Regions from separate parts of the Mus musculus genome. Here regions 2, 3, 4, 5 and 6 are each linked to region 1. Evidence: chromatin contacts called from public Hi-C and promoter capture Hi-C data. All regions are on one chromosome and are shown on one strand. Each heading gives the region's core, a stretch centred on a gene start, on an enhancer-like site or on the middle of the called end of the contact. The rest is flanking DNA. Distances are from core to core; before and after follow the strand shown.

What was found. Promoter capture Hi-C pulls out the DNA fragments that hold promoters and counts their contacts. Hi-C and Micro-C count contacts between places; a contact is called where the count stands out from the background.
Region 2: a promoter capture Hi-C map of hippocampal neurons shows a contact between it and region 1, with 4 times the contacts expected there. The contact joins the enhancer-like site here to the promoter of Pds5b in region 1. A contact is called at or near these places in 3 of 39 promoter capture datasets (the 3T3-L1 cell line, embryonic stem cells and hippocampal neurons), 1 of 15 datasets of contacts at CTCF or cohesin (the NIH/3T3 cell line), 1 of 484 Hi-C or Micro-C datasets (the N1E-115 cell line) and 6 of 115 datasets of contacts at active chromatin or transcription factors (embryonic hindbrain, embryonic limb bud, embryonic stem cells and 2 more).
Region 3: a contact with region 1 is called in a promoter capture Hi-C map of hippocampal neurons, with 5 times the contacts expected there. The contact joins the enhancer-like site here to the promoter of Pds5b in region 1. A contact is called at or near these places in 6 of 39 promoter capture datasets (3T3-L1-derived adipocytes, hippocampal neurons, liver and 2 more), 2 of 484 Hi-C or Micro-C datasets (cerebral cortex and embryonic stem cells), 3 of 115 datasets of contacts at active chromatin or transcription factors (embryonic stem cells, neural progenitor cells and stem cell-derived neural progenitor cells) and 1 of 9 other capture datasets (embryonic stem cells).
Region 4: a contact with region 1 is called in a promoter capture Hi-C map of liver, with 4 times the contacts expected there. The contact joins the enhancer-like site here to the promoter of Pds5b in region 1. A contact is called at or near these places in 5 of 39 promoter capture datasets (3T3-L1-derived adipocytes, frontonasal cranial neural crest, hippocampal neurons and 2 more), 3 of 115 datasets of contacts at active chromatin or transcription factors (embryonic limb bud, forebrain and heart atrium) and 1 of 9 other capture datasets (adipose tissue).
Region 5: a Hi-C map of embryonic fibroblasts shows a contact between it and region 1, with 3 times the contacts expected there. The contact joins the enhancer-like site here to the promoter of Pds5b in region 1. A contact is called at or near these places in 3 of 39 promoter capture datasets (the SN4741 cell line, cranial neural crest and hippocampal neurons), 3 of 484 Hi-C or Micro-C datasets (the 3T3-L1 cell line, adipose-derived mesenchymal stem cells and embryonic fibroblasts), 3 of 115 datasets of contacts at active chromatin or transcription factors (the NIH/3T3 cell line, embryonic limb bud and forebrain) and 1 of 9 other capture datasets (adipose tissue).
Region 6: a contact with region 1 is called in a promoter capture Hi-C map of embryonic stem cells. The contact joins the promoter of Kl here to the promoter of Pds5b in region 1. A contact is called at or near these places in 15 of 39 promoter capture datasets (the 3T3-L1 cell line, the SN4741 cell line, cranial neural crest and 7 more), 1 of 15 datasets of contacts at CTCF or cohesin (embryonic stem cells), 9 of 484 Hi-C or Micro-C datasets (embryonic stem cells, frontal cortex, myocytes and 1 more), 4 of 115 datasets of contacts at active chromatin or transcription factors (craniofacial prominence, embryonic limb bud, embryonic midbrain and 1 more) and 2 of 9 other capture datasets (embryonic stem cells and pancreatic islet).

The regions. Positions count from the first base shown.
Region 1 is chr5:150,671,683-150,676,342 of GRCm38.p6, forward strand. It overlaps Pds5b (PDS5 cohesin associated factor B), which reads left to right and starts at 2,145. Exons shown (of 35, transcript NM_175310.6): 1 at 2,145-2,271. Gm40353 reads left to right here. Exons shown (of 6, transcript XM_017321266.1): 2 at 2,059-2,286; 3 at 2,344-2,880.
Region 2 is chr5:150,994,230-150,998,688 of GRCm38.p6, forward strand. No RefSeq gene overlaps it. Among named protein-coding and RNA genes, the nearest start is that of Kl, 44 kb to the left of the region's middle. Within about 2 kb of position 2,507, at least 62 of the 459 cell types and tissues checked have an H3K27ac peak or open chromatin away from gene starts, as enhancers often do. A contact at or near this core is called in hippocampal neurons, where this site is marked.
Region 3 is chr5:151,021,167-151,025,764 of GRCm38.p6, forward strand. No RefSeq gene overlaps it. Among named protein-coding and RNA genes, the nearest start is that of Kl, 71 kb to the left of the region's middle. Within about 2 kb of position 2,270, at least 78 of the 459 cell types and tissues checked have an H3K27ac peak or open chromatin away from gene starts, as enhancers often do. A contact at or near this core is called in cerebral cortex, embryonic stem cells, hippocampal neurons and 1 more, where this site is marked.
Region 4 is chr5:151,077,720-151,082,591 of GRCm38.p6, forward strand. The region is part of intron 3 of Stard13 (StAR-related lipid transfer (START) domain containing 13); the gene reads right to left. Among named protein-coding and RNA genes, the nearest start is that of Stard13, 110 kb to the right of the region's middle. Within about 2 kb of position 2,687, at least 7 of the 459 cell types and tissues checked have an H3K27ac peak or open chromatin away from gene starts, as enhancers often do. A contact at or near this core is called in liver, where this site is marked.
Region 5 is chr5:151,172,375-151,177,200 of GRCm38.p6, forward strand. The region is part of intron 1 of Stard13 (StAR-related lipid transfer (START) domain containing 13); the gene reads right to left. Among named protein-coding and RNA genes, the nearest start is that of Stard13, 15 kb to the right of the region's middle. Within about 2 kb of position 2,272, at least 79 of the 459 cell types and tissues checked have an H3K27ac peak or open chromatin away from gene starts, as enhancers often do. A contact at or near this core is called in the SN4741 cell line, adipose tissue, adipose-derived mesenchymal stem cells and 1 more, where this site is marked.
Region 6 is chr5:150,949,605-150,954,540 of GRCm38.p6, forward strand. Kl (klotho) reads left to right here and starts at 3,003. Exons shown (of 5, transcript NM_013823.2): 1 at 3,003-3,937. The coding sequence starts at 3,113.

The DNA.
Region 1 (4,660 bases), core at 895-3,394:
TGGTGTGTCTGAAGTCAGCTACAGTGTACTTACATATAATAAATAAATAAATAAATAGAAAGAAAATAACAACAAAGAGCTGGAAGCTTCTTTCTTTGTTTCTTTGTTTCTTTCTTTCTTTCTACTTTGTTTTGTTTTTGAGACAGGATCTCACTGTAACCTTGGCTGTCCCGGGACTCACTGTGTAGACCAGGCTGACCTCAAACCTAACAGAGATCTGCCTGCCTCTGCCTCCCAAGGGTTGAGATTAAAGGTGAGTGGCACCACGCTTGCCTAAGAAGCCAGGGCCAAAGATTTGCTTTTTTTTTTTTTAAGACCTATCTAGCTCTTCTGTTCTGTCCTTGCTGGGAACATTGAAGTTGTATAGGAGAGTTCCCAAGGCTTAGTGGATGCATAAAATGGGTAGATGCCTGTAGTACAGCTCTGTAGAAGACAGAGTGATCCCAGGAACCCTGCTGAGAGAGGGAATGAATAGGTGCTAGTATCTGAAGGTGCTTGCTCTGCTACAACTTAAGGCTCTTCTTCCCCAGCACAAACACTGTGGTTTATAAACCTGCATTGCCTATCTTTCGTTTCGAATATCTTACCATAAGCTCCCGATTCACCTCACATGTTCATTGTTGAAACAAACAGTCCTAGTGCAGGGAGATCCTGCTCACTGCAGGGATGGACAGCATCAAAGAGCAAAAGGCGACCAAGACTTGTCAGCTCTGACAGGGACCTGGGGGTGAAGAGAAACCTCCATCTTAGCCCGCCCAGCCCACAGCTGCAGCAGTGAGGGCAGAAGTGGCAAGGGCGCACAAACCTCATTTTCTGGATGGCATCTTTGTGGCCTTCCAATCGCTTCCTCACCCCGTTAAGGGGGGTTCTTGAGCAGTGGGATGAACACTGGATCCCTAGGTCCACCAACCGGTGAGGAGCCATGTAGACATTAATAATCTTTCATTTACACAGCACATAATCTGTGCTGCACCACAGGGTTTAAAACATCGCACAAGAGGTGGAATACACCTTTAATTCTAGCACTTGGGAGGCAGAGGCATAGAGGCAGAGGCAGGTGGGTCTCTGTGAGCTCCAGACCCAGACAGAGCTACATAGTGAGACCCTATCTAACAAAACAAGACAAAACAACAAAAAAAGCCAGGAGTGGTGGCACATACCTTTAGTCCCAGCATTGGGAAGGCAGTGGCTGGAGGATGGAGCCTAGCCTGGGTTATATAGTGATTTCTAGGCCAGTCAGGGCTGCATAGTGAGAGCGTATTCTCAAATAAAATAATACACATTTATTTTTTATTTTATGTGTATGAGTACACTATAGCTATACAGATGGCTGTGAGCCTTCATGTGGTTGTTGGGGAATTGAACTTAGGACCTCTACTCACTCCAGTTGGCACCCTCTCGCTCCAGAAGATGGTGGGTGTCAGATCTCATTATGGGTGGTTGTGATCCACCATGTGGTTGCTGGGGTTTGAACTCAGGACCTTCGGAAGAGCAATCGGTGCTCTAACCCGTTGAACCATCTCGCCGTCCCCCTCCTTTTTTTTTTTTTAGAAATTAAAAAAAAAAAAAAAGGCCGGGCGTAGGGAAAATGCCAGTACTAAGGAGGCAGAAGCAGAGGCAGGCAGATCTCTGAACTCGAGGGCAGCCTGGTCTACATGGTAAGATCATGTGTAGCCTGGTGTACACAGTGAGCTCCACAGGCCAGCTAGGGCGGCAAAGGAAAGAAAAAGGAAAGAAAAAAAAAAAAGCCTCATCCAAAAAAGGAAAGAAAAAAAAAAGCCAAAGCCAGCGGAGTTCAGCTATCTACAGATTTCCCGCCAAAGCCTGGGAGGCTGAGTCCAAGCTGAGAGAACGCACTGACAGCTGCCCATCACTCTGCTGCCAAGGAGACAGAGGAGGCCGCGCCAGCAGGGCGGAGCCTGCGCGTGCGCGCCCCCGGGTGTGTGGGGCGGAGCCCGGAGCGCGGGCTGAGGAGCGCGTGCGCACGCGCCTGAGCGAGAAGCCGTGCGGCCGGTAGGGGGCGCTGAGAACCCACGCGGCGCTCTGCCTGCCCCCCAGGCGCTGTCCGCCGCGGTTCGATTGGAGCAGCCGCGGAGCTGCTCTTGGCGCCATTTTGAAGCGGAGAGGCGGAGGAACGGCCTGGACTGGCTGCGGAAGGGGAGGGGGGGCGGGAGGAGGCGATTGGATGCGGCGGCGGCGGCGGCGGCGGCGAGGGCGGCGGATCCCCGAGATCGGAGGAGCGCGAGGAGTGTAGGAGCCGGGCGACCGGAGGTAGGAGCGACTCGGGTAACGGAAAGGGAGCGCCTCTTCATCGCCTCAGCGCCCCACGCTCCATTTTTCTAGCGGGGCGTGCGCGCGTGGAGCCGTCGCCCGCTGAGCCTCGCGTGTCCCGGTGTCCCAGCGGGGCTGCGGTGGGGCCGGGGGCGGGGAGGCCGCGGGCCGCGGCTGGCGCCGGCCCGGAGTGACCTTTGCGGGGGCCGCGGCCGCGCCCCTCCCCCTCCCCTCTCCTCCCCCTGGAGAGAAGCCCCCCGCGCCGCTTCCCCCTTCCGGCTGCCTGCGGGCCCGGCGCGAGGGGAGGCGCGCCGCACTGCTCGGGAGTCGGGGAAGAGCCGGGAGCCGGCCGAGAGAGCGAGAGCGAGAGAGAGAGAGAGAGAGAAAGAGGAGAGAGTCAGAGAGAGTCAGAGAGAGAGAGAGAGAGAGAGAGAGAGAGTCCTCGGGCGACCGCGGGTGCAGCCCCACGGCGGTACGGACAGTGTGCGGTGCGGGCTCGCCCGCCCGCCTCTGCACCGTTATTCCACTGACACTCTAAAAGTTTGCGGTCCGGGAGAAGCCCTGGCGGCGGCGGCGTTGGTGTTGGCGGCGTTGGCGGCGGCTGTGGCTGTGGGTCTGCTTTTTGTTTTGTTTCGGTTTTTGCTCTGTACGTTGAAGAGCAAATGTGATGTTTGCACATAGGAGCAGGCATGTAGCATGCAGCCGACAGGTGTTTGCAGGGTCGACGGAACCCCGAAATTCAGCACCTGCTCTTCAGCGCTGCATGCTATTCCAGTACGAACTCCCGAGGGGTTTGAAAGAAGAGTGATTCGTTCGCTCCATCCTCAGGAACCCTACCAAGATTTAAAAGCCCCCCCCCCCCCCCATATTTTTGATTTCAAAGAATGCTCCTTTGATACTAGAGTTAGGAACTGATGGGTGGCTGTAATCGCTCCAAGGAGCGGTCTCTCTGTTGAATACTTGTTGAAGCTTTGGAAGTATTGTTTCATTTTTGAAGGTTGGTCTGAGGTCCTGAGAGAGTTGGGGAGGCCTGTGGACTTCAACGAAATAACCTTTTAAAAGCCAGGTGTATGTAGTGTAGGAGGTGGGCTGTAGCTAACTTATGATGACTGAAGTGGAGAAGGGCAATTTAAGCATTGTTCTCAGCACATGTAGTTAACAGTTCCACGAGGGGGTGTTTTCTGTGTTAACTTTTGTGAAAGTCAACTAAGTTGGCACAAGCGCGGGTTTCAGAGGCTATCTCTTGGCTGTGCACTAGACATGTCAGATGCTAGTGTTTGGGGGACTTTAGTAGAGTGAACACTTGGGAGCTATGGCAGGCCGCTGTGGAACAGGTAATCTTCCATTTCATGGTGACAGCATAATACCTAACTGATTTTACAGCGGCGAGTTTGGAGGTAAAAAGTTATATGGCACATAAGATTAATAAATTAATTCCCAAAGTTTAAATATTAAACACACTTTTAGGGTGGTGAAAGTGGGGAGTAGTATGCTATGGTAGCCTGGAACTGGCAATCTTTCTGGCCTGATGTGCTGGGATTACATTGCCACACCCAGCTCATAAAAACCATCTTGAATCAAAACGTTACTTCTTTGAACTCGTATTTGCATATGATGTAAATTTACAGATACATATATAGAAAAGATGTGTTTTAAAGTTTACTACTAAAGTAGCACAGATGTTTTCCTCTTAGTTGGATTCTGTTTGAAGTGTCTCTGATGAGAAAGTAATGCTAGTCTTTTGCCTTTTTTTTTCCCTCCTTTTTAAAAGAACTTTGTCATTCTGGTTGAAGGTTTTGCTTTTCCTGCAGCTCTTGTTGATGCTTTCAGTTGCCTTTAATCCCCTGGCTTTGGTCCCCTCTCCCTCTCTCCTCAGAAGAGATCTTGTGATGATGGTGACTTGTCATAAGATGGTTTGTACTCGGCTTGTTTGTACCAGGGTTCTAGACAGTTTGATGTTTGATGATCATTATTTAAATTTTAAGTTTATCATGTTCTCTAACTTTGTTTAACAAAGAACAGTATTCTAAGAATCTGGCTTTAACAGTAATTTGCTAAGCTAAGCAAAATGACACCTTGTTTTAGACAGGTCTTGCTCAGGTGAACAGAGAAGTGGCTGGAGAGCTGAACTTCTGGAGGAAGGGAATGATTTGGGGGGCTGCGTTTTTCTTATTCCCCTTAGCATATTTGGAGATTGTTCTTTGGCTCCCAGCATGCTACTTATTTCACATTTGATTTGCATTAATAGAAGAGCTAGTTCACTCTGGTTTACGGATTCTTAGGTGACATAAAATGCTGCAAAAGTGGAAATTTACGTTTACTTTGCAGGTGTTAGAAAACTACCGAGGAACTTGAGGCTTGTTGCCAGCCCTCTACAGATGAGAAGTTA
Region 2 (4,459 bases), core at 1,257-3,756, 320 kb after region 1:
AAGCCCACCAGCTCAATGAGCATCATGGGAACTTCATGTTCAGTAGAACTTCAGAGACCTCCAGCCATTGGCTAGACAGAAGAGGCGGGGCTTCTTGTGCCAGACTCGGGGACTGGGGTAGGCAGAGAGGGTCTAGGGGGAGGGGCTTTTGGCTAGTGGGGTTGCCTTTGTTGTCTACTATAATGACTGAGTACGTTCAACTAGACAACTCATAAAGAATGGAAGTTTATTTAGGTCAAAGATCTGGCCCAGACCTGTTGCTGTACAAGCCGGTGGGGATTATCACATGGCAAGACAGAGCAAGCTCGTCAGCACTTGCTTCCTTATGGAGCCACCATCTTCTTCATGGGGACCCCATCTTCCTGACCTCATCTAATTCAAAAGATCTCTGGAGACCAAATCTCATTAATGTATCTTTGGAGATTAAGAGTCCAATATGTAAATTCCCAGGGAGACCCTCAACACCAAGATAAACCAATCCGCCTCTCCCTTCTACAGTTCCTCTATAACCTATAGAGTAATTCACATCTAGTTCCCAACTAGGCTAAACAATTGGTGGAACGTATCCTCTAAAGACCTATATGTGGATTGTTGCTTTTCTCATAGCTGTGATCAAATACCTGACCAGAAATAACTTGGGGGTGGGGCAGGTTTATTCTAGCTTAAGATTCAAGGAGATAGGGTCCATCAAAGCAGGTGAAACGTGACAGCAACTGCTTCAGTCAGGCAACAGAGAGAGGACAAGAATAGGATGAGGCTTTCCAGACTCAAGGCTTGCCCCTAGTAACTCACTTCAACCTCCTAACTCGACCAAAACCTCTCAAAACAGTACCATCAATGGGAGACCAAGAGGGAAGTTTTGACATTGAAACCACTACATTCTACCCATGGCTCCCATAGACTCATGGCCAACCCATGGCATAAAGTATATTCATTCTAAGCTCAAAAGTTCCTTATTGTCCTTTTTTATTTCAGATTTTATTTATTTTTATTTTATGTGTGTTTTGCCTGCATGTATGTCTGTGCACTACATGCATGCAGTGCCAATGGAGGCCAGAAGAGGGCGTCGGATCCTCTGGAACTGGAGTTAAAGATGGCTGTGAGCCACCATGTTGGTGCTGAGAATCAAATCAGGGTTCTCTGCAAGAGCATTCAGTGAACTTAACCACTGAGCTGGCTCTCCAGCAACTCCCCCCTCCCCTCCTAAACCCCCCCCCCCACTATCTTTAATAGTTCCAATACTGATCAGAGGTCTACTAAAGTCTCAGGCTGAGGAGATGGTTTCTCTCCTAAAGTTGTCTTTTGGGGGTGGGGTGGGGGGGCGTGACTTTATTTCATCACAGCGATGAAAAGCGTGTGACATAATTTTTCTAGACTAATCCCACTTACTCTTAACATGTTTCAGATTTGTTGATAACTCAATATTTAGAGCTCAATGTTGTAAAAATAAAGTGTTACTATCAAGATGGTTTATTTACCCTGACACATCAGTTAATTTTTGTGACTTTTCATAGACATGTTCAGACGGATTCCTTTAGTAAAATTGAAAGAAAACTCAATTCTTATATTTACTTTATGATACTAAGTTATTTTGTTGTGTTATTTTTGTTTAATTATACAATTTTTTTTATGGGTAGAATCCTGAAGACCATTTGGCAGAAGATACATCCTTACTTGTGTCTTGTACCATCTGCTCTTTTGAAACAATCTAATGACACAGACAGAACATTAGAATTTGCGTATTTGTTATTTAGTTGGTAAATAGTTGCAGACATCAATTTTTCACTTATTTCCAAAATCTTTAGTTAGTAGGGTTTCTTCATTTAGTATAATCTTTGAATATGCTTATTTTATGGTAAAACAATTTAACAGTAAATGACTTTATTTATCTTGTATAATTTTTTTTTGCAATAGAAACATCAGCCATTTCCCTTAATAAATGACTAGAATTGATGAGTTTGGAACTTTCCATCTCTTTGGGCTGCAGTTTCTGCTAATTACAGCTTAGAGCACAAATGTTGCCTAAGGCATTTTGTATTATTTTTGGTTAAAGTGAATCAAAAGCTTTGGCTAGCAACATCTAAGCTATTAGATGGCAAATTGTGCAGTGTTCATGGCCTTAGTGCTACATTTAAGACACGGACTCGTTTCTGCCTTTAAATCACAGGCTATCCTGAGTCTCTGATAAACAGCCCCAAGGTTTCAAATGGAATGTTTCAACAGATAGGAGCAGGGGTGGGTGTGGGTGGAGGGGTGTGAGAGGGGGTGCGGGGGGGGGGGGGCAGAAGTGCTAAGCTGGGAAGGAGAAGAATGGACTTAAAATTAGAGAAAGATTGACAGTTAAGATGAACGCACGAGCAACATGATGAGTGGGTCAGCTTTTATTGTTGTTGGTGCCGTAATAAAATGGCTTTAATTTATCCCTGCCTGTCATTCCTTACCAACCCACATAGCTGGCAGTGCAGGTTAGTCATCCTGGAGGTGCAGGAATCTAGTGCCCGAAGACATGTGACATCACCATGACTCATCCAGGGAAGAAGGAAGGACAGGGACAGAGCAGGAGAGTGGGTGAGGGGTCTGCTCTGTGGGATCCTGGGTGGAGCAGCACTCACAGAGCCTGTGTGTGTCTGTATGTGTGTGTCTGTGTATGTGTATCTGTGTGTGTGTATATGTGTGTGTCTGTGTGTGTCTCTGTGTGTGGGTGTCTGTGTGTGTCTCTGTGTGTCTGTGCCTGTGTGAGTGCCTGTGTGTGTGTCTCTGTGTGTCTGTGTGTGTGCCTGTATGTGTGTCTGTTTCTGTGTGTGGGTGTCTGTGCCTGTGTGTGTGTCTGATTCCCCCCCCCCCCCCCCCCCCCCCAGTTCTGGAGACTGAACCTGGGGTCTTGCACTTGTCACTCGTTAAGCAGATGCTCCACTATTTATTGAGCTAAATTCCTAATCACAAAGCTTTTGTTGTTTTTGGTCTAAGACAGGTTCTCACATTCGAGGTTGGTCTTGAACCACATTACATAGCAGAGGATGGCCTTGAAACTCTGATCTTCCTCTCTTTACTTCCCAAGAGCTGGCTGGGATCACAGCTACAAACCATCACACCTGGTTAGTGTGGTGCTGGGGACTGAAGGTTCTTGCATTTTAAGCAAGCACACTTTCGATGGAGCCACAAACCCAGCCCTGGCAAAACATTCTTGGAAAAAAAGAAATCTGCCAACTCCTATGCATGGAAAGAGAGGGCCTGGAGTTCAGAAGGACCAAGCTCTTATGTAGTAGAGGCAGCCCCAAATCAGATAGGGATCTTGGAACTGCTAGGCTACTAGCAAATTTGCTTTACAACCGGAAGCAAGATATCTTTTCAACCAGGGGTTGTCCTTATCTATAAGGGGATAGAGTGATTAAGACCAGTGGGATCCAGTATTGGTAATACATTCCAGTCACCTGGGAGCTTTAAAAAACAAACAAACAAACAATGACAACAACAACAAAAACCAATAGAGCAGCTTCTCTGGGGGTAGGATTACCACCGAAGCTAAAACAAGAGCAGGGTAATTTCATCCTGGCTTCTCCAAATCTTAATATTTTTGAGAAAGAGTCTCACTCTGTAGCCCAACTTGACTTGGTACTTGCTGAATAGCCCAGGCTGCTCTGAAACTCCTGGCAATCGTCTGGGTCAACCTCACAAGTGCTGGGATTACAGGTGTGAGCCATCCTACCCAGCACCGACTTTAAAACTCATAGGAATTACGTAGGCATGGTAGTTTGAATGAGAAATGAATTCCCCTAAGCCCAGACATTTGAGTACTTGGTCCCCAGTTGTTGGTGGTGTTTTGAGAGATGTGGCCCTGCTGGAGGAAGGATGTTTCTAGAGGTAGGCTTTTATTTTATTTTATTTTATTTATTTATTTATTTACTTATTTGGTTGGTTGGTTTTTTTTTTTCAATACAGGGTCCCTCTGTGTAGCCCTGGCTGTCCTGGAACTCACTCTGTAGACCAGGCTGGCCTCGAACTCAGAAATCCACCTGCCTCTGCCTCCCAAGTGCTGGGACTAAAGGCATGTGGTACCACCGCCTGGTTAGAGGCAGGTTTTGAGAATTTAAAAACCTCATCCCACTTCCAGTTCACAGTCCCTGCTTCACACCTGCAGTGAAGGTGTGAACTTTCAGGTCCCTGCTCCTGCCACCATGCCTGCTGTCTGCCTGCCTACTGCCTCACCTCCTCACCATGACAGACTCTCTCTCACTCCTCTGGAACCAGAAGCTAGAATAAACTCTTCCTTAGGTTGCTTTTGGTCAGAGTGTTTTACCACAGCAACCGAAAAAGTATCTAAGACACGTGGTGTATGTCCTCTAGATTGTCTATCTAGCTCTGGCTTGTGGCTGAATGTTTCCTCTAAGTATAAGAGTTCATGATTTGCCGAAAAATGATACCTTGGACTCAAATAGTGTGTAAATGCAAAAAGTGTTTT
Region 3 (4,598 bases), core at 1,020-3,519, 350 kb after region 1:
TGTCACCGAGCACTGCTTCATACAGCCCTTCCAATGGCCTTGGCCTTCTAGAAATCTAAAACAGTGAACTGTTAAACACTTAACTGCTTTTAAAATGTACCCACACACACATAGTACTCAGACAAGCATATACATACACATTAATTTTTTTTTTTTTCCGAGACAGGGTTTCTCTGTGTAGCCCTGGCTGTCCTGGAACTCACTCTGTAGACCAGGCTGGTCTTGAACTCAGAAATCCGCCTGCCTCTGCCTCCCAAGTGCTGGGATTAAAGGCGTGCGATACCACTGCCTAGCATTAAATAAATATTTTTTAAAAATTAAAGATGCACATTTTTGCAGGATATTTGATCACATTGTAAACCCAGAGATTGTGAACTGGGGAAAAACAAAAACAAACAAAAAAAAAAAACCCTGTTACTTATTGTGGTGTAGCTGAGCCCTAACACACACCTTTAACCCAAGAGCTTTCAGCAAGCAAGAACAAAAGGTAGCCAAGGATAGGCCACAAGGTAGAGCAAGCAACCAGCTGAGGGGGAATGAACATAAGGAAAGAGAGAGAAGGGTCTTCGAGGTGAAGGGTGCTTCACATCGTGAAGTAGGACAGGGGGCTTTTTCCTTCTGAATGTCAGTGGAGTAGGAAGGTCAGCCTGTGTGTGTGTGCATGCGTGTGTGTATATGTTTGTGTGCATGCGTGCGTGTGTGTGTGTGCTCTTTCTGCCTCTCTGCATTGGCAGGTTTTCACCCCAGCATCTGTCTTCTGAGTCTTCACTGGTAAAAATCGAATGGCAGGGATTTTATTTTAAAACAGCAGTGCATGATATTGAAATAACAATCCATACCCACTAGAGTGGGCATCCTTCAAAGGTGGCAATGGGAGATGTCACCGTGCAAGAGGGTAGCGAGACACTGGAGTCCTCAGGCTTTGCTGGCAGGAACATAAAATAGCTGAGACTTTGGAAATTACTTTGGCCATTGCTTAAAAGCTTGAAGCAGGAATGAATTACTTTGCAGCTTCACAGCTGAGAATCTACCAGAAATTTAATTCCGCCCACACAGTCACTCTTGGGCCTCACTGCTGACAGTCTTTGTAAGGAAGGCCCAGGCCAGGAGCCTTCGTGGAGGACTCTGAAGAGTCCAGGACATGACACAAATTCTGGGCCGATGACTTCACTTTCTCCAGCCAGGTCCTGCCTAACTCATCGTGGGGAACGTGGGAGCCTGCACTTGTCACAGCAGCACAGGAATTTCAAAGAATTTCAAGATGGAGATGGTCATAGTTCATACAAGGAAGAATTGTTTGTCTTTCCTCTGTTTCCCATTGACATGATCAGGCAGAGCTGGTCTCTCTCTCCTCTTTATTTTTTACTACATATGTTTTTGAAAATTCCTTGTATTATTGTTTTCAATGTCGGCCCGTTCTCTGTGGCACATTCTGGGCTGAAATTCTTCCATGACCATGTGTGGCCACCTTTGAATGTGTTCTTAGCCTTTCATCTTGTTTCGAAGAAGCAAGATGCAGCTGGAGACCCAGAAATGCTGAATTCTCAGTTGCCTCTTTATCAATCCCTTGTACCAAGGATTGGTCAACTATGTGGGAGCAATTGGAAGCCCAAGTGCATTGTAATTGACACCTTTTCAAAGGACTGAGAACTATGGAAAAAATCCAGGGCTCTCACCCCAAGTCTCAATTTTTGGACTAGCTGCACCCAGACATGTCACTGGGTGAGAACCTGGAGGTGTGTGTGTGTGTCTCAGTGGGGTATACCTCAGAATTTACAGGTCTGCAGGCTCAGGTACATAATGAGTAGTTTCTCCTCCCCATCCCTTTGTAAATCCTGAATTCATCAGGAAGCTTGCAGGTCTCAGTCTGCAGTGTCTTCATTATGGAGATTATCTGCTAATTATACTTAACATGTTCTGTGGAAGACTCCAGCTCCTGTCTCAGCAGAAAACCCCAAGAAATCTACTCTGTATGGTTGTCATGGCTACTCTGTGGAGAGCAGCCTCCTCCTCAAAGAGCCAGGAGAACAGAGATTCAATTGCCAGGGTTTTCTGTCCTGGGTAGGTAATTTCAGGAGAGTTTTTCTGTGCCTTATTTTATTCTTTAAAACACAATGGGAGTAGTATTGGTCTAATGCATAAATGATGTGTATGTTGAAATTACACGGACATGGAAATCAATGGATTTGGCACGTCTGTAATGTGCTCGCACAGCAAAGCCTCATGCAATTGTGCCCATTTTCAAGGAGAGATGACAACTTTTAGCTCTAGAGGCTCGTCCGCAGTCGCAGAGCCTGAAGTGTCACCTTGAACAACCTATTTTCAATCTCTGCATAACATCTTGACTTTGGAATGTGGGAACTGGAGACGCTGTTTGTTTTACGCTCCCAAATCCTTGAACCGGAATTACAGCTTGTTCTTCTGTCTTCCCTGGGAAAGCAGGCCCCTCCACCCCTTCCTAGCGAGCTCCACAGAGCTGGAGCCCCGCTGAGTGAGCTGCTGTTTAAAATCCCTCCTGAGCCAGAGTCTGTCCAAGTTCCCCGCTGGGTGTCTGTTTTGCATCAAGCTGAGCCCAGAATTGGATCTAGTTCACCAAAACTGGACCAGCTAGACCTTGGGATTCACGGGGAAAATCATAACAGTATCTCAGTCCCTCTAAGCAGTTCCCTTGCCGCTGGCTCCCTCAGACCTTTGAGAAGCTGCAGAGCTAGTTGGATATTTCTATTCCTTGAATCCGATGCTGGGTATAAACACTGCTGGGTTTATCCCAAAACTCCTCAAAACTGATGGATAGCAGGAAGCTGCCATTTCCAAGTTGCTGTGGAATTGAGAGTCCTACTGGCATGAGAAATAGTCAGGTCCTTGTGTTGTGATTATAAAAAGATAAAGAAATATTAAGATATAATCTGTGGAGGTGTGGTGAGGTATGGGGGGAGGGGGGGCCTCAGCGGGGCCCATGCCAAGGCATCCCTTCCCCATGAGGGACCAGCCACACAACGGTATAGTATAGAATAGAGTTTATTCAGGGCACGGGGAGGGGAGTTATGAGGGTAATAGAGGCAGAGAAAGGCAGAGAGAGGGAGAGAGTAGAGAAGTAGAAACCAGCATGAACACGTGGAGAGTGGGTGGGGGGAAAGGGAATAGAGAGAGATGGGGAACAAGAAGGCAAGAGGCAAAAGAGAGAGGCAAGAGTAAGAGAGAGAGAGAGAGGAGGGGCCAAGCAGCCCCTTTTATAGTGGGCCAGGCCTACCTGGCTGTTGCCAGGTAACTGTGGGGGTGGAATCCAGACAGAATGCCAACACCTTGGTCTTCCTCTGGTTAAAAACAAAAACACCAACTTGACAAAATTGTGTTTTATAAGACGGAGACAAAGCAGACTCAGCAAGTTCTTAACAAGGGTAGGACTTCCCACAATCAAAGGCTTCTGGGTTCTCCTAAGTGCAAAGGTGAGATTTGGCAGCCTTGAGCTGTTTTTGTAGTTAATCATAGTTGTCACCTTGACGGGACTGAGAAATACCTACTAGATTACTGAGGGCACCTCTGGGTGTCCCTGTGTGTGCTTCCAGGACTCAGGCCTCATGCATGGACAGTTTAATTTAGTTCACAGTCCATGTTTGAGTGGACTGTTGAGGATCAGTGTACTGGCTAGTTTTGTGTCAACTTGACACAGCTGGAGTTATCACAGAGAAAGGAGCTTCAGTTGAGGAAATGCCTCCATGATATCCAATTGTAAGGCATTTTCTCAATTAGTGATCAAGTGGGAAAGGCCCCTTGTGGGTGGGACCATCTCTGGGCTGGTAGTCCTGGGTTATATAAGAGAGCAGGCTGAGCAAGCCAGGGGAAGCAAGCCAGTAAAGAACATCCCTCCGTGGCTTCTGCATCAGCTCCTGCTTCCTGACCTGCTTGAGTTCCAGCCCTGACTTCCTTGGTGATGAACAGCAATGTGGAAGAGTAAGCTGAATAAACCCTTTCCTCCCCAACTTGCTTCTTGGTCATGATTGGAATAGAAACCCTGACTAAGACAATCATTGAAATGGCGGAAGCTGGGGAGTGCCCTTCAGTTGCTTCTAATTCTGCCCTCTTCCTCCTGCTCTGCTTCCACCCTGAGGTGAATGGCTGAAACTTTTGAACCAAAAATAAAAATTCTCCCTCTCCATAGGTTATTTCTACCAGGTCCTTATAGGGATGACAAACTTAATAAATGAAGTAGGGGTCATGTGGGAGGAGGCTGCCAGCAAGTGTTCTGATATCAAGGCAAAACTCTCTTGTCCTGGAATGTTCTAGAAAAGTACATCTTCCAGGCCCGCAGGAAAGTAGGAGTTGTGGGGTGTGGTAGAGTAGGGGTACAGAAACAGCCCTATCCATCCCAAACATTATTGATGACAAAGTGAGGTCGCTCTTCAGGTTAAGGCCTTTTTATGCTGTGGCATAATTTCAGGTTTCTCTTCATCCTGAAAATAGCTGCAGATGCCAGAAATCCAAGTAGCAGGAGATGAAGCTTCAGATTCCCGGCAAAGAGATAAAAGGCTTAGTTATGCAAATATGTGGTGGAGCAGCTCAGTCAGGTCTTCCACAGGTGGGCTGATTGGTGCTGATAT
Region 4 (4,872 bases), core at 1,437-3,936, 410 kb after region 1:
GCTCCGTGGTCAAGAGAACTTGTTGATCTTTCAGAGGACCCAAGTTTGGTTTCCAGCACCTGCATGGAAGCTCACAACCAGCAGAAACTCCAGTTCTCTGGTCTCTGAAGTTCAGAGGCACCAGGCATACACAAGGTTCATAGATACGCATGCTGGAAAAACATCCAAACACACAAAATAAAATAATCTAAAAGAAAAATAGTTGTACAGACAAACCAAAGACACAGGAGTCCCAACATATTCTGGACAGAGGAGAGGGAAAATAGAGAATTAGCCTCCCTCCAGGCCCCCCAGGTCAAGATTTATAAGGAAGAAACAGCAATGAAGTTGGATAAGTAGTGGGAAAGTGGACAAATGGATCAATGGGGCAGGGTTCATGGCTCCAACTAGGCCCAGTAAATATAGTCACTTGACCTGTACAAAGGAGCAAAGCTGAGGTTAGAGATAACAAGTAATCTCTTAACAAATGGTCATGAAACATCTAGATAGTCACATGAAAAAAAAAATCAATCCAGGTAGACTTTCTGCTCCTAATACAGATGACTTCCAAGTAGACCACATCCCTAAACAGAAACGCGCAGCTCTAGGATTTCAAAATGAAAATAGGACAAAATTTAAGTGGCCTTGAGTGTGTGATGACTTTTTGTTTTCAACATCAAAGGTGCATCCAAGTGACAAGATGTAAAAGTTCTGATCATACAGAGGATGAGATGACTGGAAGGAGACCTGAAGAAAACGTTTCTGAAATGTTTATCTGAATCTGATCAATTATACAGTGTGTTCAAATAACCTTAAAACCCACAATAAGAAAGCAAATGGCCCAGTTTAAAGATAGTTTAATTATTTTTATCACAACTATCTTCATCATAAAAAGGGACGTTGTAGTAAAATATAATCAGCATTGGGCTGAAGAGATGGCTCAGTGGCTAGGAGTGCTTGCTACCTCTGAAGGCTCACAACTGCCTGTACCCCACCCCCACAGGCTCTGATGCCATCTTCTGGCCTAGAGGTATGGCACTCACGTGTGGGTGCAAATGAAGAGACACACACAGACACAGATATGAAGAGGTCAGTTCCGAGCTGTTGGAAAATTCCACCAGACCCCCGAGCACATAGGCACCCCTCCCCTCCTGGAAGAGACAGGTCAGAGAGCATGTAGGCTGGAAGGGAGAGGCTGAGCAAGCCCCCACTACCTCATCCCCTAAAGATCAATCAGTTTAAAGGGTGCACTGTTCCACCAATCATATTGTGCCTAGTTGCTGATGCTCCATTTTGCCCCTGGAAACTGTATAAAAACTCGCTGAATGGGCTACCCAGGGTTGCCACCTCTCCTTCTGGTGTAGTACGACCCCAGTGCACTGGAACAATAAATTCCTCTTGCTTCTGCATCAATCCCTGGCTCCGTGTTGTTCACACGGGGGTCCCCAGTAACTAAGGCTTGGCAGAGTCTTACAGATACACACACACACAGAGGGACACAGACATATACACAGACATGTACACTCATACCCACACATGCAGATATATACATATTATACCCCCAGACACCAACACAGGGACACACACATAGGGACACAAACATATACACAGATACACAGAGACACACACATATACATAGATCTACCTACACACACACACACACACACACACACACACACACACACACACAGAGTAATATAGACACAGACAGACAGACACACACACACACTCAAAGGCACACACATAGACACATACATACACACAAATACAGGGACACAGACACAGTCATATACACAGACATACACACTCACACACACACACACAGGGACATAAAAACAGATATACATCACACAGAGATACACACACAGACCTACAGATATACACAGACACACAGAGATATACACACAGATACACATTCACACACAAACACACAAGGATACAGACACAGAGAGGGACATACACATAAACACACACACAGACCCACACTCAGATACAGACACAGAGGGGGACATACACATAGAAACACACAGACACACACACATAGACATAAACACACACAGTGACACACAGATATACTCAAAGACACAGACACACAGATAAAATGAAATAAGACACAACGTAAAGTGTTCAGTATAACATGTTAATTGCAAATTAAAGCAATCATGAGTTCCACTGCTTCTTTAAACAGTGCTACTGAGAGAGCGAGGGTCAGGAGCGCTCACCCACTGCTGCTGACAATGGGACATGGCTCAGGTGAGACAGCTGAACAGGTCATTACTGCGAAACACACCCGTTGGTATTCACCCAAATGGGTTTAAGATTTATTTCCACGTGTAAATGTGTACACACTCAGTGTTTACAGCCACTTTAGTCATCACTAGTGAAATTCAAGAGCAATCAAGATGTCCGGTGGCTGGAAAGATGAACTATGGTATAACCAGACAACAGAGTGGTAATTAGAAGTGAGTTATAAAGACACAGAAGGCACAGTAGACACTTAAGTGACTATTAAAGGCCAATATGAAAAGGCTGTAAATTGTGATTCTAATTAGAAAGCATTGTGCAAGAGTTAAAGTTATGGAGGCAGTCCAAAGACCAGAAGTTGCCAGAGACTAGGGAAATGGAGGGACGCCTAGGCAGAGCAGAGGGTTTTTAGGGCAGTGAAATGGATGCGAATGCCACAGTGGTGCATGTCTGTCACTATACACCCGTCAAAAGCACAGAATTTAAATAGAAAGCAGTGCTGTAATTCACCCTGTGTACTTCATGCTGTAATGGGTGGACTGCCCTTTGGCAGATATTGATCGTGGTAGAAATGTATGTGAGGGCAAGGGGCAAATGTGGGCACTGTGCATCAGTTAAAGTTTGTTATGAACCTCAAAGGGCTCTAAAAGCAGTCAATTTGAAAAGATACCATTTGTATTATAATGATTATTATTTATTGGGCTTTGGAATTAAAGATATAAAGTGATGTGCATTTATTTTTCAGAGATTGTTTTCGTTGCACATGTATTGTGTGCATGTTCTCATGGGTGTATGTGCACATGTGTTTGTAGTGCATGGCTGTGTATATGTAGGCCAAAGGTTAACATTGAGTGTCTTCACCTCCTCATCTTACGTATTAAGGTAAGACCTCTCCTTTGAACCCAGAGTTCATCAACTCTGTCTAGATGGGCGGTTTTCACCCTTCCTAATGCTGTGACCCTTTAATACAGTTTCTCATGTTGTGGTGACCCCCAACCATAGCATTACGAATTGTAATGTAAATATCTGTGTTTTCCAATGGTCTTAGGAGAGCCCCCGAAAGGGTCCAGATTACCAGCTTGTCCTGGGGCTCTCCTATCTGTGTGTCCCGTGTATTAGATTACAGAAGGGTGGTCATGCCTACCTGAGTTTACACGGGCACTGTCTCCAGCTCAGTGGTCTGGATAGATTTTGTCTATCCACTGTATGCTAATTAGCTCTTAATCCAGTGTGCAAAATTATCATCATTGGAGGCATTTTGACATTTTGGGTATAGGGGCTGGAGAGATGGCTCAGCAGTTAAGAGCACTGACAGCTCTTCTGGAGGTCCTGAGCTCAAATCCCAGCAAGCACACGGTAGCTCCCAACCATCTGTAATGAGTGAGATCTAACACCCTCTTCTGGTGTGTCTGAAAACAGCTATAGTGTACTTACATATAACAAATAAATAAATCTTTGAAAATTAAGTACACAATAAACTAACAAGATATCAAAAACAAACTTTAAAAAAAATGGTTTTAGAGCTTTATTGTAGAAAGGCAGGGAGAAAGGAGAGAAGGTAGAAAGAGAGAGGCCAGCCACGGCCATGTGGAGAGAGTAGGAAAGGGAGAGAGAAAAGGAGGGCTAGAGAGTAAGAAAGGTGAGGGTTAAAGAGCCAAACTTTTTTTTTTTAAAGAAATGTTGGGTATAATTTCAATCTTCTTATAAACAGACCATCCTGAATCCTGTAAACCATGAGAGAAGAAAATACTCTTTAGGGTAACTGTCTGACACTATGCATCTCTTCATGGTGTGATAGAGCATTGTTGATTTGTGAATTATTTCTCATATGGTGAGGTAAACAACGGTGACCTTTGTAAGCACCCAGACTGGGTGCAACATACATTGTAGAGATAGATGATAGCCTCTCTCAGATTTGGCTTCTGTAGGTAAGAAATATACCATATACCAGAAATATTCACTATACTCTGTCAAAACTGCTATAAAACTCTGGTGTGAGTGAAGCCAACCTTCAGTGAGGACAAATACAACTTAAATTTAATTATAAGTAATAAGACAAACTCTCGAATGGTCCTCGTTGGTCTTTTTATGATTGCCTGGCAGACTGTTCCAACGTGAATAAAAATTTTAATTATAGAATGTATTTTGCCATCCACAAATGGACTGGACTGGAGCCTCTCCCAAGCTTATACCATAATTTATTCTTCTTATAATTTTCAGAAGCCTAGAACAGTGGTTCTCAGCCCTCTTAATGCTGTGACCCTTTAATATAGTCCCTCATGTTGTGGTGACTCTCAACCATAAAATTATTTTTGTTGTACTTCATAACTGAACTTTTGCCTACTGTTGTGAATCATAATGTAAATATCTGTGCTTTTTGATGGTCTTAGGCCACCCCTGTGAAAGAGTCATTCAACTCCCAAAGGGGTCATGCCCCACAGGTTGAGAACCACTGGCCTGAAATGCAATTCTATATGAACACTGCATGAACCTATGGTATCTGCAGATCACTGCTGTTGTCTTGGTGCAGTCAGACCACAGAACCCATCAGCACCGAACACCATAGCCTATGAGCTGCACCCGGTTTGCCTCTACTGGGGACCAAAGTGAGTTAGTTCAATGGATGGTAAGGGAACAGTTCTGGGCCAT
Region 5 (4,826 bases), core at 1,022-3,521, 500 kb after region 1:
ATTGAATCCATTTTACTAGGAAACTCCTTGCTTAAAAGTGTAATTTCTAAGTTGTTCTTCTATATGTCTTTCCTTCCTCTGAGAGTATTTCACATGGGTTAACTTTAGGTCTCCTATGACTGTGGCCTGAAGTTCCACTATGTGTAGTTACGAACAGCCTGGCTTTTGAATCTACCCCATGAGTAGCTAATCGATAGAAGAATGGACCTTGTAGCTTATTGTTAGTGCTATACCTTCTTTTCTTTTTACAGTGAACATTCATATGTGTGTATATGGGAATACTTCATTCTCACAACTGCATGGAGTAGCCATCATCAGTATTCTGTATAGCTTACGAAACAAGTTTGCAGGGATCATGGGAAATACTCAAGATCACTTTAAGAAGTATGAAGACTTGGATTTGAACCCCATCTGGAAAATAACAAGGCTGGTGGCCTTAACTGATGCATATTACCTACACACTAGAAATTTCAGAAAAGACTCAGCCTCTTGGTGCTTCATGTTAAATCAAGGTTCTGAAGTCTTCATAGCACACAAGCCAAATTGCTAATATCAATCACAAACATGCTAATGTATTTAAATGTCTATGCACCAGGCAGATCCAGCTATGAAGGAAAAAAAAAGTATTCCACTAAGACAAAGGCTGTTGGGAAACCCAGAGAGAGGCATCTTGTGTTTGTATGGATGTGGACATGGACATGGGTAGATGCTATTCTCACGTTGGAGAGCAGGGATGAAGTCAGTGAAGTCCCAGGTGAAGGAAACGGTTTTGGCAAGCCATGAGCTTAGGTATTCCTCCACCAAACAGGCCCCTTTGGTCTTTGTTCATGTCCTCCCTCCAGTTCCCGCCACTGAATTCAGACTTACACAGCCTTTCCAAACCATAACCAGATGCACTGAGCACTTTTCAGAGACTTCATTTGAGTCTTGCTAAGTAGTGACTGTCTCCTCAAATCCAGCCAGGATAGGCAAACAAATAGTTAAAGCAAATAGAATAAAACGGATATTGAAACAGAGTACAGAATGAGATGTGTCTACACACTGTGTGTTTGCTGTCTTCTGCTCTTCTCTCATAAGACTTGAGCTAGGAGGTGACTATGAAGAGTCAAACCATCTGGGCAGTGTAACCCCAGCCTCCTTTTGTCCCCTCAAAGTCGTACAAGCAGCTAAGATCTGAGAACATGCCTAAAGGCCTCCCAACTTGCTTGGCGACACTGCACAGGATCTTAGCCTTGGGCAGTGAGCTGGCCTTCCATAAACCCAAAAGCCTACCCTTTACATTGCCCTGTCACAGTCCCTCACACTGTGACACAATATCTCCTGTTTTAAAAGGTGTTGCTTTGCTAATGGTTACAGGAAATTGTTCATGAAGGATGAAACAATGCTTAGTCAAGTAAAAGTACCAAATGATGTCCGTGACCCTTCAGAGCTCATGAGAAATGAGAGGGGAAAATTAGAATTCACAATGACCTCAGTGAGTGAGACAGTTACTCATCATACATTAAGCCTATAAAACAATTTTAAAGGAAGCTGAGAATTTAGGAGAATGACTTGGGAACCAATTTAAAACAAACCAGTGCTGAAGTGGCACATTCTTTCCAGGTCCTTGGGGAGTTCTGTGAATCACTGGTTTTGGAATAGAAGCAAGCTTTGTGCTTAACCCAGGACAGCAGAGAATAGAGTCAAGCTCTCCAGTGATCCCTATAGCAGAGACCTACTGGAGAGCCAATCAAGAGTTGGAGTACCACACATTCATTTCAGTTAATTTTTCATTCATTTTCCCCCTCAGTAACACTGCTGATGGGCAAGAGCTGATCCTCCCATCTCATTATCAACCATCCCCCCCTCCCCAGACAGTGGTCTGGTGGGGAAGTGAAAGCACTTGGGACTCCCTACCTAGGACAGAGTATCCTAAAAGCCAGGCCTCCTGCCTCTTTGAGCTTGCCTCACTGGTGGGGTCTTTCCTCCTAAAACATAGCCTTCCTTCTCTAGGCTCACACCACTCCTGGGTTTTCTACCCTGCGGATGCCTCACCACAACAGGTAACTTGTATTTGGAAGACAGACATTCCTTAGTGCTGTCTGTTGTTTTAGAACCTTGACTAGCCTGGAACAATCTCAAAATGAATACAAGAGAGCACTCCTCAACTTAACCTTTTCTGCTTAAAAGAAAAAACAAAACAAACAACAACAAAAAACCCTCCCCTGAGAGCTCTGTGGCACAGCCAGCTTACCAGTCTCCTCATGTAAACAGCGGTGGTGCGGCAAGGGAGGAGGTCTGTTTATTATTTTTGATCCTGTTTTGCTTCTGGCAAAATTTCTCAAACAGTCTAAGTTGGCAGAGCACTGATTGCTTCTTCTGACGAGCTACTGTTCGGCAGCTACAACTGGGACCATTCTGGAATAAGGTCGGAGTTGTCCAATGTGCAGGGGGAAAACAATCCTCCACACAAGACTTCTTTCTGTAAATCAGGACCCTCTTATAAGTCACTCTTTCTCAGCATTATAGAGCCAGGGATTTTGAGGGCTGCTGTCCCCAGACCAGCACAGGCTCAATTCAAGTCCCATGTGATCAGCTCCTGTCTGAAAAGACCCACTGTGAAGGCACAGGAGTCTCAGCCTGGGAGCCCCTGGGGAAGTGTAGGGGAGGCTGGGCACTCCACCAGGCACTTTTTATGGAGAAAGGCAGCATTCTAAAAGGTAGAAAGTGGGAAGGTTAGGCCAAGGGTAGAGGAAATTTTTCTTTTCCCTCTTTTTGGGCCAGGGCCTACCTAACCACACTATCCAGCCTCTGGCAAGAAGTCCTGCTGTCCTGACATTTACTTTGGACGCAGAGTTCTTGATAAAGAGCAGCCAACTCTGGGAAGGCAGCGGGAGGGCAGAAAGAGGGTGTTAGTGTAGGGTGGTCACAAGCTGGTTGTAGCTGAATGATGTTCTCCAGCAATGGGGGGAGAGGGGAGGAGGGGCCAACTGTGTCTATAATGACAAAGAACAAACACTCAAACCATCTTTGGGTCCAAGTAAACAATGTCTACTTATAATTAGAAGGAGGATGGGGATTGGCAGTGGTGAGCAACATGGGCTCTTAGCTCACCCAGACTTGAGTTCAGAGTACAGTTCAAGCACTCACTGGCTGTGGGACATCAGGAAAGTTCATTTAACACCATAGAGCCTTCATTTATGCATCTAAGAAAAGGGAGGGGTGAGTGCAAGGTGTGAGGCTCAATCTTGCTTATTTTCCAAAAGGGTAAACTCAGGTCTTAATGAAAACACAATAGGAGAATCATTTCCAACCACACTGGACTCCTTGAAGACAGTTGGTAGATTAACCCTGGGAAGGCTCTAGAAGGTAGCTTCGAGACTACTGTTGCTAAGCTTAGAAATGAGAAGTACTCCAAAACTTAAGATGTATAATGGGAAATATAAAGACTAAATGGCTGACTCCAGTCTGAATGTTTCATCTTCGTGCATACAGATGTTAGCAAACTTTGCAGATCACTTGCCTGTCCACATGGCACCCTGAATATTTTTTTCTACAGCTATGACAGCATGGTAATGTGAAGCAGGGCTCCCCCCAAGGCTATGGGTCCACCTGCAAGGCTCAAGCAGACTGAAGAAGAGTGACTGTCAATGAGATGAAAGGACCTTGTCTACACCCTCTGTCGTTCTTGGCACTGATGAGCTTCAGTGTCCAGAGCAGGCTCTGAAAAGGTAACCAACAATACAATGACCAGAGCCACAGGAGAAAGGCTCACATGAAGGAAACAGAACCAGAGCAGCCTCGTGCAAACCATGGCTGGGAATCTGGAGGCAGGGGAGGAGGGAAATGTGGACTCTGAAACAACTTCTTGTCTTAGTTAGTTAATGTTTGACCACTGCAGGTGCCTGCTGCCAGGCGTCCTTATTCTGTCAGGTGAGTTTACATTAGCCCGCCACAGAACCAGTCATGGAAGTATGCTTTTCTGTGCCACAGGATTCCATTGCAAAGCAATGATTTGGGGGAAATGAGATTAGGAACGTTTAAACTTGTAACGGGCCAACAGTGCTCTTCTTACACACCACAGGCTAACAAGTTAAAAAAAAAAAAAAAAAGACCAGTGCCAGGAGCAAGATAGTTCTTTGGGGATTGTTGGTCAGTGATGTCCCTCTGTCCCACCAAGGCCATTGGTAACTCTCAAGATCTCAATGACATGATCCTGTTGCTGAAGACACCACACACTCAAGTTCTAGAACATGGATAAAACAAGCTGGTGCTGACCTGGAAGCTCCACTGTACTCCCTAGCTTTCAGAAACATTTTAGACTAGAAAGACTTATTCATGGTTTTTCATGTCTCACAAAAACAGACTGTAGGGAGCAAGGCTTCCTAATCAGTGACGGTGAAACCAATTCACACCTGGATGTATTCACACATGAATATATTTACACAGGTATGTCTTCAATGAGACAATGAGCTTAGAATTGTTCCCCCAACTGTCAAGCCACTAAGAGGATGCTGCATAGCCTTCTGGGTTCATTTCATGTCATACGTAAACGTCAAATATTACATCCTATAAAATAAGGGTTTTATAAGGCTCAAAATTAACATTATGTCATAATGAATGCAGAAGGCTGTATGTACTGATTTTCTGTCTTTAGGAATATCTATCTTGAGGGGATTAAAAGTATATATTTTCTATTTAAAAAAAAATCAATGAACCAGAAGCTTTCATACGTTGTATCTGTCAAAATGTCAATAAATTTACTTCTAAGAATAAATCTCAACAAATATCATATTCCTGTTTCTTTTTTCTTAGCTGAAGGATACAATAAATATAAAGAATATTCT
Region 6 (4,936 bases), core at 1,753-4,252, 280 kb after region 1:
GCGGGGACCTTTTGGCCCAGGCCATCTTGCTTTTATCCTCAAACCTCCCGCCTAACAGATGATGGAGGAAAGGATCCGATTGTTGACAGCATTTTGATTTCTTTTAGTTTTATGTGTGTGCTGTACATGTGTGCATATGTGCATGAAGCTACTCTTGGGCATCCGTTCTCCATTCGTTCTCCATTCATTCTCCATCCTTTCTCCATTGCTCCGTTCTCCACCATGTCCATGGAGGCAGGACTTCTTAGTAAAGCCCAAAGCTCCAAGATATGCATCGTCTTGCTAGCCAGCTTGCTCTAGGCATCCCGCCTCCAGTTTCAGGGACTAGAATGACAGGCAGGCCAGCATGTCCACTAGGCATTTATATAGGGCTTGGGGGATCCAGACTCATATCCTTGCACTTCTGAAGCAAGCAATTTAACCACGGAGTCATCTTCCAACCCCTTCTGGCCTCTGTTGAACATAGTCTCATCACTGTGAGCAAAATCAATAAACACAATTTATAGCTTTTTTTTTTTTTTGCTGAGATTATAACGTTTTCTTCATATTCAAAGAAGAGCAACAGTTTCTCACAGTGTTTAAAATTCCAAGGCATCTAAAGCCTACGAGTTTGCAAAATGAAACAAACAAAACATACAAAAAACCCAAACACACACACACACACACACACACACAACTCAGCTGAAATAAAGTGTGAGCCAGTCCCCAAGGCTGCATTCTTGTCTTCTAGCAGGAAGGGGGATGGGACACGGGGATGGATGGGAAGGGGGAGATGGGGGCAGGGGCAGGAAGGACACTTTACCCTGGGGTTCTGGTACTTCTCTGATTAATTGCTTAACTTCATGTTTTGCCTCACCCCCTTGATCTCCCCAAATTCGAGAAGTAACACAGGAGTCCTTACTCATACTTGGGGAGTCCAGAGTTCAATTACCACAGCATAGAAAGTAAAAATAAATCTGGAAAGAAATGTTTAAAAGAAAGTTCTGAAGATCAAGTTTAATTACCGGGGAATCCCTTTTGTTGGGTTGAATTAACTGTGATCTAGGAGCCCTGCTATCAAGTTTGGTAGACTCTGGGTCCATCTAATATACCACATGTCCCTCTTGCAGATAAATATCAAATGGGAAGCAGTTAGTCACCCTTTAATCACTGCTGTACGAGAAATTCCTTTTCTTTTTAGTATTGTTGGTCAACTTAAAAAAAAAAAGAACAATAGGTAGAATCTATTTAGCACACTAAACAGTAAGACTAAGTACATCCCCAGCCTCAACTGTTTCTTTCTTTTTAAAAATTATTACTTTTTAAAAAATGTGCATTGGGTTTGTTGTTGTTTTACATGTATGGGTATCTGTGAAGGTATATTGTGAAGGAATCTTGAAGTTATAGACAGTTGTGAGCTGCCATGTGGGTGCTGGGAATTGCACCTGGGTCCTCTGGTAGACTAGTCACTGCTCTTAACCACCGAGCCATCTCTACAGCCCTCCCAACTGTTTCCTTAAGTCACTTGAAGCTTCAGCTCTAGAAGGGGCCCTTGATGCTGCATGCAGACATATGTGCTGTCGAATCTTCCGGTAAGATGGTGACTGCAAGGCTGCATGAAGCGATTTAAAAAAAATTGCTCATTGTTATTTTTTCATTTATTGAGATATTTTAATGACACACTGAATAGAAACGAGGTGTCTTTGTCCCCACCTGGTGACTTCATATCACTAATGGTGATAATGTGTGCTTGCTGGAGTTGAGACTATTTCATCAAGTACTGGAGTAAGTTTACTGTGCTGACATTGTAGCAAGCATCTTCGAATGTAACACTTGTGGCTGTATTGACTTTCTATTTGTGTGGAATTCTGAGGAGGACATCACTCTCAGAGTGCCTGTTCTGCAAGGATGTTACTCATCCCTCTGTGGGCGGGAGGCAGCGGCTGAGTTGTACCTTACTGAGTAGGATGGTGGCATCCTTCATTTTTTCTGGGCTTCCCTTAGGGACTCATCTTAGTGTACATTTGTCCTTTGAGCTTCGAGATGTTTCCCAATGAATGGGACAAAGCCCGTGTATATGTATAGGTATAGGTGTACATTCATACATACATACATACATACACGGCGTGGGGGACAGAAGTCTCCCACCCAGCACTCCTGCCCAGAGACCCCACTTGCTAAGCCAGGGCTGGACGTCAAAACGTGGATATTCATAAGAAGGATGGCAAAGGGTGATGAACGGGATATGGTGCCATGGAAGTTGAAATGTGAGTGGTCTGGAGTTTTTCTTTCTCTTGGAAAACAACTCACAGCTACAACCTCACCAGAGAATCCAGAGGGATCTCATTAAGGAACACTGCTGATTTAAAGGGTTAAAGGGGGATAACGGGGGAGGGAAGAGAAGGGGACGACCCAGGGAAAGGAGAAACAGAAGCCTCACACAACCCATCATTCTTAGACCCACTGTGTGTTCTTGTAGGCTCTGCAGGCTGGGGTCTGAGGCAAGGCGGACTCTCGCCTTCTCTAATGGGATGGGGGACTCTCTTATCAGAAGAAAACTGCCTGAGTACTCTTAAACCTCGCAAAGTTCCACCTGAATTCCCCACCCTGCCTTCCTGCTGTGTTCAGATACAGCAAAGCTCTCCTGGGATGTTCTCTGAAAGATTCCCCTGGATAGAGGGCTCAGAATGGGAGAAAGGGGAAAGCAGGTGATTTTCCCCACTCCCCCACCCCCGAGGCGCCAAACGTTGTGCAAAGTTGGGCAGCTGTTTCTGTCCTCCAGGAACACCAGTCCCAGGAAGGCAAAGGGAGTGGACGCGGGGAGTGGGCGACGCGGGGACATCTCAGGATGGAGGCCACAGGATTGTGCGATGTGGAATAGTCTGCTCCCTGAGCTGGCTGCAGCAGGTGCTTGTTCTCCGACGTCCCTATGACCCCTGCTGTGCTCTCTCTGGGCACCCTGGCTGGCTGAGCCCCTGTCCCGCCCCCGTGCCAGGCCGGAGTGGGGGGCGGCGCCTGCTCTGGATAATCATTGCTCGTGGGGCGGCGGGAGCGGGGGTGGGCACCGCGTAGGGAGGGCGGCGGGGCGCGGGCATATAGGGGCGCGGCGCGGTGCCCTCCCGGCTCCCGCAGCATGCTAGCCCGCGCCCCTCCTCGCCGCCCGCCGCGGCTGGTGCTGCTCCGTTTGCTGTTGCTGCATCTGCTGCTGCTCGCCCTGCGCGCCCGCTGCCTGAGCGCTGAGCCGGGTCAGGGCGCGCAGACCTGGGCTCGCTTCGCGCGCGCTCCTGCCCCAGAGGCCGCTGGCCTCCTCCACGACACCTTCCCCGACGGTTTCCTCTGGGCGGTAGGCAGCGCCGCCTATCAGACCGAGGGCGGCTGGCGACAGCACGGCAAAGGCGCGTCCATCTGGGACACTTTCACCCATCACTCTGGGGCGGCCCCGTCCGACTCCCCGATCGTCGTGGCGCCGTCGGGTGCCCCGTCGCCTCCCCTGTCCTCCACTGGAGATGTGGCCAGCGATAGTTACAACAACGTCTACCGCGACACAGAGGGGCTGCGCGAACTGGGGGTCACCCACTACCGCTTCTCCATATCGTGGGCGCGGGTGCTCCCCAATGGCACCGCGGGCACTCCCAACCGCGAGGGGCTGCGCTACTACCGGCGGCTGCTGGAGCGGCTGCGGGAGCTGGGCGTGCAGCCGGTGGTTACCCTGTACCATTGGGACCTGCCACAGCGCCTGCAGGACACCTATGGCGGATGGGCCAATCGCGCCCTGGCCGACCATTTCAGGGATTATGCCGAGCTCTGCTTCCGCCACTTCGGTGGTCAGGTCAAGTACTGGATCACCATTGACAACCCCTACGTGGTGGCCTGGCACGGGTATGCCACCGGGCGCCTGGCCCCGGGCGTGAGGGGCAGCTCCAGGCTCGGGTACCTGGTTGCCCACAACCTACTTTTGGTGAGTTCGAGGGGCCAGGCAGGGGGCCACCTTGGGGGACAGAGGGCCTCGGAAGTGCCAGAGCCACTTCCAGAAATCCTTACTTGAACCCATTACGAGGTCACACAGGTCTGACACTTTGCAGGCGGAGACACCCCCCCCCCCCCAGCAGCTCTGGGGTTCTCTTCTAGAAGTGGAGTTAGAAACTGGAGCGGAATCCTGCAGCGCGTGCTTTAGGGCCCCTAGAAAAGGACACGGGGCCATTTCTCCACTGAGCAAGCGTTTCTCCCCAGGTGTTGGGAAGTCGAAGTTCCTAGAGGTAATGGCCAGCAAGATTTGTTAGAATCAGCTGCAGAGTCAGAATAAAGACGGTGAATGAAAGCAACACCCGTGTTCACGAGCTGCAAACAGGCATTGCCCGTGCAAGACCTCTGTGTTAATTCAGTAAAACCCGTCTTGCTAGTGACTCAAGGTTATCTAGTTTGGTAGCAGTGTCAAAATCCTTGAACTGTTTGGGTTTAAGCTGTGTTTTGAGGTCCCTTCTGAGGCAGGGCTGGATAGGAACTTCTTTGCCTCTATCACCATGAATTGTCATAGGTCTGAAGACAGTCCCCCCTCCCTGCCCCCCCACACAGTGCAAGATGGACATATAAACACGGGACCATCTACAGGGGGGTGTGCTTATGGCTCTTCCAACATCTGTGTTTCCACAGTGCTCTCTCTAGTTGAAGGGATTCCTCACCGATGAAGTGAGTGACCAAATACAGTCAGTGGTTCTGAACGTCCTGAAGACAGAGGCTCCTTCTAAACACTTTCTAACCAGTCGGGCACTTCAACACTCTAAGCTACAGAGCTAGGCCTGTTCTAAACACTTCTAATTAACCATAGACAATTGTGGCAGAACAGCGCTGGCCTATTGAGTCGATTCTGCGCTCTGGGTAGTGAGATATTGGCTAACTGACATTGTATGTCAGCTTCACAAAACCTGGGTTTGCTCGTGGCTTTGGTTTCATGTAGGTG